2 separate regions of the Zea mays genome follow, and region 1 is linked to region 2. The links are chromatin contacts, called in public Hi-C maps. All regions are on one chromosome and are shown on one strand. The core of a region is the stretch at or near the end of the contact, and the rest is flanking DNA. Distances in the headings are between cores, read along the strand shown.

Region 1 (5,677 bases), core at 33-2,532, 260 kb before region 2:
ATGTATCAACATGTCACATTTAGCTGTTTAAAAATTTTGAACAGTGGACCACCCTAGCTATAAATCCTGGCTACGCCCCTGAACAGCTCTACTGCATGACAAAGTATATTATCTGTCGAAGTCCAACTAGTAGTTCATCCAGTGGCGGAGGACAAAAGAAAATTAAGGTATGGCTAGCTAGTAGGGAAAAAAAGAAAAAATGTTGTGCACATGGAAATCAAACAAGCAAATTGATGTCTCATACGCTAAGGATTAACCACTGCACCACATGCATCCTAATGTTTATAAAGGAAGGTATGAAGATTTTAAAAATTTAGGCATGGCTGATGCCATAATCAGCCATAAAGGCTACTCCGCAGCTGAGTTCATCACAATGACACCACATCTTCACAAAGCTCAAGTCTTGATTTTAGTTCCACCTACTGTGCGAAAGCATGATAAATTTACCAGTAAGAAGTTCTGGGTACCTTTGTCCTCGTTCTCTCTAGATGTTTTACTCTTTAAAACATCGATATTGTAGCATAGCATGTAAGGAAAACAAGTTGGAGAAATATCATCTTACCAATCCCGGCGCATGGCACACACTTGCAAATGGTCTCCTTGCCCTTCTTCCTGAAGTAGCTGACCAGTCCCGTCCCCTGGCAGCTCCGGCACTTGCCTGTCCACTCGTATGAGACCGTCTTGCATTCCTACAGCCCAAATTCACACATACCAAACTAATTACCTCGCCCAAACCCGAGCCGCCAAAAAATAACACAGAAATTGAAGACATGCCGAACTCACATCGATCTCGACGTCGCAGCTGAGCCGGCGGTCCAGCTCCTCCCGCGACATGGGCTCCGTCTCTGGCACGGTCAATGGGATGGGGAGCGGCTCCACATCGTCCACCAGGTAGCTCTCCTTGTCCCCCGACCAGCGCTCCCACCATCTCCTCCTCTTAGCCTTCTTATCTTTTTCCTCCTCGGCGCCCTCCTTGGCCTTGACGCGAACGCCAGGATCACGCGCGGTGACGCGGCCGCCGGAGATGGACGGGTCCGAGTCCGGAGTACGGCGAGGGCGGAACCAGTCCGGCGCCGATGCGGCGCCGGTGGTGTTGGCGGCGGCCGGGGAGTGGGGGAACCGGGGGCGGCGGTGGAGAGGAAGGGAGGGGTTCGGGCGGGAGGACAGGAGCGGGGAGGGGTTCGGAGGAGTCGTCATAGAGAAGCCGAGGAGGTTAGGACGTGGGAGGCGGCGGTCATCGCCGGCGAAGAGGCGGGAGTGGGAAATGCATCGACGGCAAAGTGGGCGATGAGCGCGAGGAACGATGAGATAATTGAGGAGGTGGACAAGACACGAGGTAGATATCTTCATATCTTGGGTCAGTACGGGCCTATTGGGACAACAGGCTGGGGATGCTGCTGACGGATCATGGGCTGCGGAGTAATTCCGGGCTGGATTGCATGGCCTGCGAAGCATTTCTGAATTGAGAAAGATTTTTTGTATAAGAAACTATAACCGAATAGTTTAAGCTTTTGATCCATATAAGCTTTTAAGCTTTTGTTCAGTATTCCTATCTCATATAGATTAAATAAGATTAGAAAAAATTATAAAAGATTTTGACTTGTTTAGGATTGAAACTCATTCAATCCCACTCTATCCATTTGGATTGAAAAACAAAACATACAAGCCCTGAACAAGTGAGCAACCACTCAAAGATTGACCTTTTGTTCATAAAGATGTTGTTCGGATGGGTTGTACACGCATTGCTCTTATGAAAATTCGTCTAAAGCAATAAGCCTTCTCGTTTTCTCGTTCAATAAAATATAGTCCTCGTTTTTTTTCTATGACAAAAATGCATCTTTACAGGGGAAGAGATAAGTATACATTCCGAAGTACAACAAAAAATCGTGATTCAAAAAAGGGAAGGAAAATGGTCCGAAGCACCCGAAATTGGGTAAGGAACAGCAGTCAGATATTTTTGCCTTCCTGTAATGCACTTGTTAGCTAAGGTTGTTCCCAGGTGTGTACCTGTCAGCGCACAGCAAATTATCCGTCATCCACTGCAAGGATGGATGCTACGAAAACCACAAGCGCTATGCGTAGTCACTTACTGGAACCTAAACCTTGGGTCCACCGCCGCTCTGTTCCTGATGCTGCTTGGAATTGTTCCTTGTAGGCTGTTGTTCTGCACGGACCTGCAAAAAAAAATTAGGCCGAGTGGTCAGTAGGCTAACAACCCCAGGATGCATTATAACTGAGAAATAGAGCAACTGTTTGTCCTACGTATAGTATAGTAGAGTGGATTAAGAAAAATATTAGATGCACTTACAGTTCCTCAAGTCTTGTAAGGTTTCCGAGCGATTCAGGGAGCGGGCCTGTCAGTCCGTTGTCCTCCAGGTGCCTTCAAATTTCCAATCAGGAATGGATGCAACGTATTATCCAGATATATTTAGCTGCTGGTGATTATGTTACCCATCGTTATATATATTATACTTACAAAGAGACTACATGCAGGAGGTGGTTCAGATCTGGAATCGGGCCGGTCAAATTGTTCCCGACAAGCCAACTGCAACAGCGGTTATCGCTTCAATTTCAGCAATCCATTTTGTTTTCTAACTTTTAGCATGCAAATCTACACATCCCTTTGTTGCAGAAGCTTACATGCTGGAAATTGCAGTCAGATTGGCAATGTTGTTAGATATCGATCCTCCAACTCTGAAATTTGTGAGGTTGCTGCAATGACCAATCTGACCATTATTCATTTTTTTTAAAAAAAAGGAATGTACTACAAGAGAGCAATCAGATGTCATATGAATATATGATGATTGGTACTACAAACTTACAGCCCAGTTACTCTTGCCAGTGGATCTTGGTTGCAGGTGACACCAGTCCACGAGTTCCCCTGGGGCAAGCATGGATCACCTCTCCAGTCCGACGGCGGGTTCGTGAATCCTCTGGCCAGCTCCTGCATGCCGATTACTGCAAGGCAACGAGATGGCCGGTGATTTGAGCAAACAGTGCATCCATCCGACACCGACAAGTGCGCCGATCAGGAGAGAAGGTTACCGTCTCTGGGATGCGTCCTCCCACCGAGCGGGACGACCATCATGAGCTCCGCCGCGTTGATCAGCGGCCCGACGGGGGACTCCAGCGCCGGCGTCAGCGTGATCCTTGTCTGCCCGGATAGCGGCCAGTCGACGCCGTACACCATGCACCCCGCCGTGGAGACGTTGAGGCCGGCGAAGAAGGGCTGGCCGTTGACCGCGACGTCGAACACCCTCCAGCTGAGCGCGCTCGGCCCCCGGTTGTCCTGGAAGTAGAGCGCCAGGTAGTAGCTCGCGGCCGGCAGCGGCGCCGGCGGCCACTGGAGCTCCAGGCTCTTGTCTCTGCTCGCCGTCAGGCCTCGCCGGAACACGGCCTCCGGAGGCTTGTTCCAGAACGCCTCCGTCGCCACGCTCGCCTGGCTCTCCACCACCGGGATGCCCCCGTCGCTGTACGGCTCCCAGTATCGGTTGAACCGATCGTCTGGATAGCTGGATCGCACACATTTCGCACGCACCATCGACATGGTCAGTCAGTTGGCCGTAATCTTCGTTCGTTCTAGGCGAGGCGAGACACCCGCCCGCCCGCCCGCCGGCCGGTTGTTTTAGCTTAATTACCCGATGATGGAGCCGTTGTGGCCGAAGCTGTGGCGCGCGACGGTGCTCAGCGCGTAGGCGGTGAAGTTGACGGCGCTGTACACGGACTCCTCGAGCGGCACCACCTCGAGCGCGGAGATGAAGGGGCTCCGGCCGGGCGCGGTGGCGGCGCTCCTGGCGAGGCAGACGCTGAGCTCCTTCCCCGCGGCCTCCACCACGGCCTCGTAGTACGTGGCGAGCCCGCGGGCGTAGCCCCCCGCCGTGTCCACCGCGCTCCACCGCGTGCCGTCGATGATCTGGTCGAACACCGGCGGCGCCCCGCCGCCGTCGAACCCGCCGTAGTAGTACGTCGTGCGGACCAGGTACCTGGCGTGCATCGCCGCCGGGACCGCGTAGCAGTACTTGGCGGCGGACGACGCGTCCGGCGGGAAGTACCTGAGCGAGGAGAGCATCGGCATGACGCCCGGGGAGTCCAGCTCCGCCACCTTGCCGGCGTGGATGAACGCCCCGTCGGCGACCCATGTCACGTTCCCCGCGACCTTGTCCGACGTCGCGCCGCAGCTTATCTGGTACCCTGCGCGCGAGCCGAGCGAGCCAACTCGGTCAGGGACCTACGCAGCAGGAGGGAACGAGAGAATAGCAGTGGCGGAAGTGATGATGGAAGGTTCACCGGGCAGGGCATCGGCGACGCCGACGAGCAAGACGAGGGCGCCGGCGAGGACGGAGAAGGGGATCATTGGTGCGGTGGCGATGGTTTCGATCCTCCAATAATGCAATGCCAGACACCACCCCACGACAAAAGACGTGGATTTGGACCGAGCGGATTGAATGGGGGACTATTACTATGGGAGGTGCAACGGCGACGAAATGGAAGCGAAGCGAAGCGAAGACTCGGACGGACAGCTGCTGTTGCCGGCGGCTCGCGACTTTTGTTTTGTTTTGGCAGTTTCGCTTTGTTTTGCCCGGGCGGCAGCAGCTAGTTCAGGAATTGATTTTGAAGCTCTGCAGTGGTTGGTGCACGCACACGTCCCTCATGACACGCCGGACCAGTTCCAAGTCTCGTACTGTTCGCGGTTCGTTAGGGGACAAATAATTGATTTCGAAAGTCTACAGCGGTTGGCTGCGGAAGAACGGAACTGCCTCCTAATAAATATTTTTTGACGAGGTATACGAGAACGAGATGCCGTTTGGGTTTGCTTGGAGGGATGGAAAGCATTTGGCGCGGGCAGGAGAGAGAGGAGGCCGGGTCATGCATGCGTGCAGCGGGCGCTCTCGAGCTCGAATGCTCGATCATGCTTGGATGCGTGCATTATTCGTTGCGTCTCGCCTTCCACGCGGACGTGGTGGGCGTTTGTTCCTTGCTTGCGCCAGACCAGCCCAACGCCAGCCCAGCTGAATCGGCGGTAGCGCCAGAATCAGTTCATGATTGCTTTTGATCGATCACCCTGACGGAACCCCGCGCCGGACGTGCTTGGACGAAAACAGAAACGGAAATTTTCGAATACTGGAAATCGTTTTCGAAATTTTATCGAAATTAAGGTCTAAACGGAAACGGAAACGGTTATCGAAAATATGGAAGCAGAATGAGTAGAAAAAATCGAAATCTGAATCGGAAACGGTTTGGTCTCTTCCGACCGTTTTCGAAAATTACCGATTTTATTTGTATTTTACCGTAGTTAATAAATTCGGTACTTTTTAGAAAAATATTAAATCTGAACTGATCTTTATAAATTCATCTTAGCTTAGAAAAATATGAAACTAATTTTATTATTTTCCGAAAATCAAGATCTATCTAATGGTATATAATTTAGAATCGTTTAAAATTTTTATAAATCTTATTTATATTTTCTTACATGTTATTACTGTTTATACATATATTTATAATTTGCACGAGAACTTAAGAAGGACCAAGAGGACACTAATTATATTGCCTATGCCAAGTAGTAAGAGTACAAATAGAATGTAAGTGCCGTATCATTATACACATCTTGATTCTACTTTATTTAAATACATAATAATGTTTTTATTATTGTATGACTTCTTACTTTATATATTTATTG
Region 2 (5,564 bases), core at 75-2,574:
AGATCTCGACGCCGACTTGACGGGCTCGAGATTGCCTGGCACCGCCACCGCGTAGATGCCAAAAACTTGCGATGGGTGTTGCGGTGACATTGCTGCGGACACGGACAGGCGATCGCGACGCAGCTTCGCTGCAGGCGTGCGGCGAGCGCCGGCGAAATGATGACGGCGCCCCTGCCGACGGCCGTCGCTTCGGTGGTTTGATTGATGAGGTGACCGCGCGTCGGGTGAGCTAGCAATAGCACCTCCTTCACACGCCAAGGCGGCGTCACCGGTCATCCACGCGCCCGCGGGTGCCCTGTGTTTTGGTACGATGCACAGTGGTTTTGGAGAAGCCGCGAGCAACTTGCAGCAGCGAAGTTTTCCAGATCAGTTGATTGACGACAGTTCACGTACACATGCCCGTACGCCGAGTACACGCACGAAGGAGGCCGGATGGTGCGGTGCAGTAGCGGACGGACCTACTCCAGCTCCAGCTCCAGCTCCAGGAGGAGCCATGAAAGTATGCACGGTTTCCAGGGGACCAAAATCATGGCCACCAGTTGGGTTTCGGTCTCTCTGACAGCATTATTGGGTTCTATGATTAGGAGATCAGCATACCCCCCCGCCCGCACTTCGCTTTCCTGGGGCATCTGATCCGAGTGCTCCCAAGCAAGTCACGGTCACCATCTCTGGCAAGGGATGCATTATCCATTGCGCATGTGTACTTGTGCTTCCCGGGGTTATGAACACAGGTGTCCTTGGCCCAGGCACCGAATAAAAATAATGCACCCAAAAAAAAACATTTTGAATCGACCGATTGATGCTACTCCATTTCTGTTTTTTATAATGAAGAAACGTTACAGTACAAGAATACGAGGACACCAAATTAATCTTGCGTTTTCACAAGCGGAGACGCACAACACCACTAGTTGGTCCAGTACTCCAGTTCGCACACCATTGTCCGCACCGCAGTCGCTTTCTCGCCCCACGCTCAGCTCAGATCTCCACGGGGCCCACGGCCATAGACCCCACCCTTGTCCTTGTGACCTTGTCTCACGCTACTACCTCTGCCTCAAAATAGAACCATGATATATTTTTTAGTTGTAAAACATCATATTTCATTATTGTCCTATTTACAGTTTTCATAAAAAATGCTATTTATTATTTTTTATTGGGGTTTTTTTAATTAAAGGTACTTTAACGATATTTATTTTATTGTTTTCTAAAAAAATAAATAAGATAAATGATTTGTTAAATCTATATAAAAGTAAAAAAACGGCAACCATCTACGGGAGACGACCACCGCATCCCTCTATATAAACCCACCCCTCCGCCCGTCTCTCGGTCAGTCTCAGGCGTTTCGTTCCTCGGCATCTCAAGCGCAGCAGCGATGGTGGACATCGACCACCGGATGGCCGGGCTGGCCCCGTCGGTGGCGCACACCGCGGCGCTGCGCCGCCTCTCGACGCGCGCCGCCGCGGGGCCGTCATCGGCGTCCGCGTCGCCGCGCCACGGCCTCCACTCCTTCCACGCCGTGGCTGCAGGCGTGCTCTCCCACCTCCGCGAGTCCGGGGTGGCCGTCCTCCCGGGCCTCTCGGACGCGGAGCTGGTCCGCGCGGAGGCCGAGTTCGGGTTCACGTTCCCGCCCGACCTCCGCGCGGTGCTCGCCCTGGGCGTGCCGTCGGGGCCCGGGTTCCCGGACTGGCGCGGCCGGGCCGGCCTCCGCGCCGCGTTCGACCTCCCCGCGGCGGCGGCGTCGCTCCAGGTCGCGAGGGGCGCGCTGTGGCCGCGGTGCTGGGGCCGGCGGCCGGCCGACCCGGGCCGCGCGCTGCGGCTCGCGCGCTCCGCCGTACGCCGCGCGCCGCCGCTCGTGCCGCTCTTCGACCGCTGCTACCTGCCCTGCCGCCCCTGCCTCGCGGGGAACCCGGTGTTCTTCGTCGCCGACGACCGCGTCCTCTGCTGCGGCCTCGACCTGCTCTACTTCTTCACGCGCGACTCCTCCTTCCAGCCGGCGGACCGCGCCGTCGTCTCCTCCTCGTCCCCGCTCTCCGCCGGCGCGAGCAGGCCGTCGTGCACGCGCCGGAGCCTCGACGCCGTCCAGGCCCCGCGCTGGATCGAGTTCTGGAGCGACGCCGCGTCGGACCGCCGCCGCCGCGACTCCTCGTCCTCCGAAGCATCCACCGCCTCCTCGTCCTCCTCCTCGTCGTCGTCCTCAGGATGCCCATCGCCACCCCGGCGGCCAACCCCGCGGTGGGTCGACAGCTACCTCGACGAGCTGGGGTCAATGCTGAAGAAAGGGGGCTGGAGGGACCGAGAAGTGGACGAGATGGTCGAGGTCACCGCCTCCGGGTTCTTGGACGACGGCGAGGAGGCCCCAACACCCGACTCCGAGGCTATCCTCGACGCGCTGGTCCTCAAGACCGACCGGTGCTCGGACTCGCTCCGGCGCGCCGGGTGGACCGCCGAGGACGTGTCGGACGCGCTGGGGCTCGACTTCCGGCGCGGCGAGGAGCGCTCCCGGTCGGCCGTGCGGATCCCGCCGGAGATCGCCGCCAAGGTCCAACGCCTCGCGCAAGCGCTGGCGCGCCCGTGACGTGACGTCGATCGATCTCCCCCGTTCCCGCCGCCGGAGGCTTCCCATTCTTTGTTTATCTCCAGTCCGAATCGAACTGCACTAGTATAAAAGTGAGAAAGTAAACTAGGCCATGTTCGCGCGAGTGAATTATGCCGTGCTCATGTGCGCGAAGCACCGTGCGTTGTAAGGATACAGGATCCCAGAAGAGAAATGAGAGCTAAATTAGCCGAGAAGACACATTTGCAGTTAAAAACGCTCCATACTCTGCAACGGACTGGTGAATCTTTTAAATGTTTATTTTGAGTGTGTACCGTTATTGGATACCCCCCGTTCGTTAGTACGTCCAAGCTTGAACAACCACGGTGGGTCGGTGTTCCTACTACTGGCTATAGTACTGTTTATTATATATATATATATATATATATATATATATATATATATATATATATATATATATATATATATATATATATATATATATATATATATATATATATATATATATATATATATATATATATATATCCAAAAACAGATCATGCGAACCTTCCTCTTCAATAGTCCTCCAATCCGAGCATCCGACGATAAAAACTAGCATGGCTCGCTCTCGGTCGCTCCATGGATCAGCAGACAATGCAAGGCCCATGATCTAGTTGCATTCACGCTTTGCACAGGCTGGCTGGGGGGCAACATGCATGCGCATGTTTTGCTTGGGTTCCCGGCATGAGGAGCATACGTGCAGTTGCGGCCAGCCTCTCCCAGTCGCGACATCCTCTGCTCTTCCTTGTAGCTTTTCCTCCCCTGCGAACTACTCCATATGTTTTCGTGGTACCAATCAACAAAGCTACGCCGATTAACAAACTCCTAACCACAATCGCCTTTTCGTATCTGAAAGGAAACGAACACCGTGCTCTGGTCTCGTGGAAGCAGTTATTAGCCCATGCATGCACGGACCGGCGGGAGCACTCCGTGTCCATGCCTCCTTTCCGTGCGCCACGGTGTACCCGCCCTGAAAGAAAGGCTTTGTCCCTTGCTTTCGCCGCGCTGGCATGTCTCCGCCGCAGTTGCGCGCGGCCAGGCGCGTACTACTTCCTACGTGACTGTGGACAACGCTAGCTGGCGCCCTCTCGCTTTGCTTGTGAGTTGTGACGACCTGTGAGCCGTGACCCAGGCACCCCAGCGGTGGCGCGGCAGCCATTAATGAACCGGCGCTGCTACCGCTGGGAAGGTGAAGCCCACGGCGTCGCCTTGCGGTTGGCGCCTGCCCACTCCCGTGTGTCCGACATGCGCGTAGATACGGTCATGGACATGGACAGTGCCCATGCGCAGTTCTGAAAAAACTGTTGGAATAAGTGTAAACGAGACACAGAGAGTAGAAAGGAAAAAGACAGTTATCTTTATTGCAGGGAAGACAGTGCTTATATATACAGGCGAACTAGTGCCTTCCCAAGGGGTGCGTCCCTTGGGGAGAAACTGTCGCACCCCATGGAGGGGATTGAACACACATATTGTAACACTCCCCCTTGATCAATCCAAGTCCATTTGATCATCTGCAAGCTGTCTTCCAATATATTATCTCCTCAAAAACCCTGTGGGAAAAATAAGGAGTACACAATATCTTTTGGATTATGAGTAAAACTCATATTGAACTCCAAAAGAAAATATGCTTGTAATCATCTTGTATAAAAACCCCCGTGGGAAAAATCAATGATGAAGCATATAGCTTAGTTGATATTACCTCATTAAAAACTTTGGATGAGAAAACCTTAACAAGGCAAAACTCATACAAAGAAAAGAGTGTAATATGATGGTAAAACAGGTTGAATATCACGGAGAAGTACTCCCCCTGATCTTGCAAACACTTAAGTCTTCTCATACCAATCACCTCAACACATTTCTGAAAACGTTGAGTATGGTAGAGATTTTGTGAATAGATCAGTAAGATTATCACAAGACTTTGTTTGCAAGATGTTAATATTTTCATTTTCCTGTTTCCATCTGAACAACACAAGCTCAATTATCCTTATGGATAATGGTCAGTGATTCAATCGAATCATGGTACGTTGTTCTCCAATGGACCTCTAGCCCAAAGAACAATAATATGTCTGTAGCCATCATCTCAAAAGCCCCAGTGGGGAAAATAAATGATGAGACATATAACTCAGGCTAATATTTCTCCAAGATAATCTTGCCAGAAAATCTGAGAAATCAACATATCAGCTGAGTCTCCTTAAAAACCCAACGGGAAAAATAAGGAGAGTAGTCATACTCTATTGTTGATCCATTTGAACTCTAGGGATATAAACTCATATCCTAGTTCAAATACAACAATAACTATGTCATAATGTATCATCCTTGAAAACCTCTACGGGAAAAATAGATGATACGACATAGACCTTGTGTTGATGTTGTCTCGTTAAAAACTTTGAATGAGAAACCCAAGCAGGGAAAAACTCATGCGAAGAAAAGAGTACAACATGATGTATAAACAAGTTCTTTCGATCAAGAGGGAAACCCCCCTGATCTTTACAAAACACTAAGTCATCCCATACCTGCTCTCAAACACATCTAAAATGTGGAGTAAGTAGAGACTTAGTTCGTAACTTGTTTTTCATCTAAACAACACAAAGTAATATTATCTTCATAGATAATAAGGTCACTGATATAAAATCATGACCACCACATACCCTCTGTATGTAGTATATCATTCTGTACAATCCCACGAAGTATACTATAGAATGATTAGTGTAAGTGACCATTAATCTCTGTTGATTAACATTTATCAAACAGTAGGTCCAACTTACCAAAAGTATGTCATTGATCTTGTACCTGGGGATCTTCTATAGATATCCAAGATCAATATATCCAAACATAAGGAGAGCATGAGTACATCTAGAGATCATAACTCGATCTCATGTGCTGTTAGCTAGCAAATCATTGCAAAGCAATATCCGGCCGGATGCTCTTGCAAGATACAATAGCACATCTCATGATCTGAAAGAATCAAATG

The links. Hi-C and Micro-C count contacts between places; a contact is called where the count stands out from the background.
Region 1: a Hi-C map of endosperm shows a contact between it and region 2, with 3 times the contacts expected there. The contact joins the promoter of LOC100277018 here to the promoter of LOC103647482 in region 2. A contact is called at or near these places in 5 of 25 Hi-C or Micro-C datasets (ear, endosperm, leaf and 1 more).

Annotation. Positions count from the first base shown.
Region 1 is chr2:191,556,793-191,562,469 of Zm-B73-REFERENCE-NAM-5.0, reverse strand. LOC100277018 reads right to left here and starts at 1,282. Exons shown (of 3, transcript NM_001150691.2): 1 at 784-1,282; 2 at 563-689. The coding sequence starts at 1,197. LOC103647487 reads right to left here and starts at 4,689. Exons shown (of 9, transcript XM_035965418.1): 1 at 4,288-4,689; 2 at 3,639-4,183; 3 at 3,046-3,512; 4 at 2,823-2,958; 5 at 2,641-2,712; 6 at 2,477-2,545; 7 at 2,309-2,380; 8 at 2,091-2,174; 9 at 1,683-2,007. The coding sequence starts at 4,299. The coding sequence ends at 1,980.
Region 2 is chr2:191,301,240-191,306,803 of Zm-B73-REFERENCE-NAM-5.0, reverse strand. LOC103647482 reads left to right here and starts at 1,324. Exons shown (of 1, transcript XM_008672012.3): 1 at 1,324-2,814. The coding sequence starts at 1,370. The coding sequence ends at 2,572.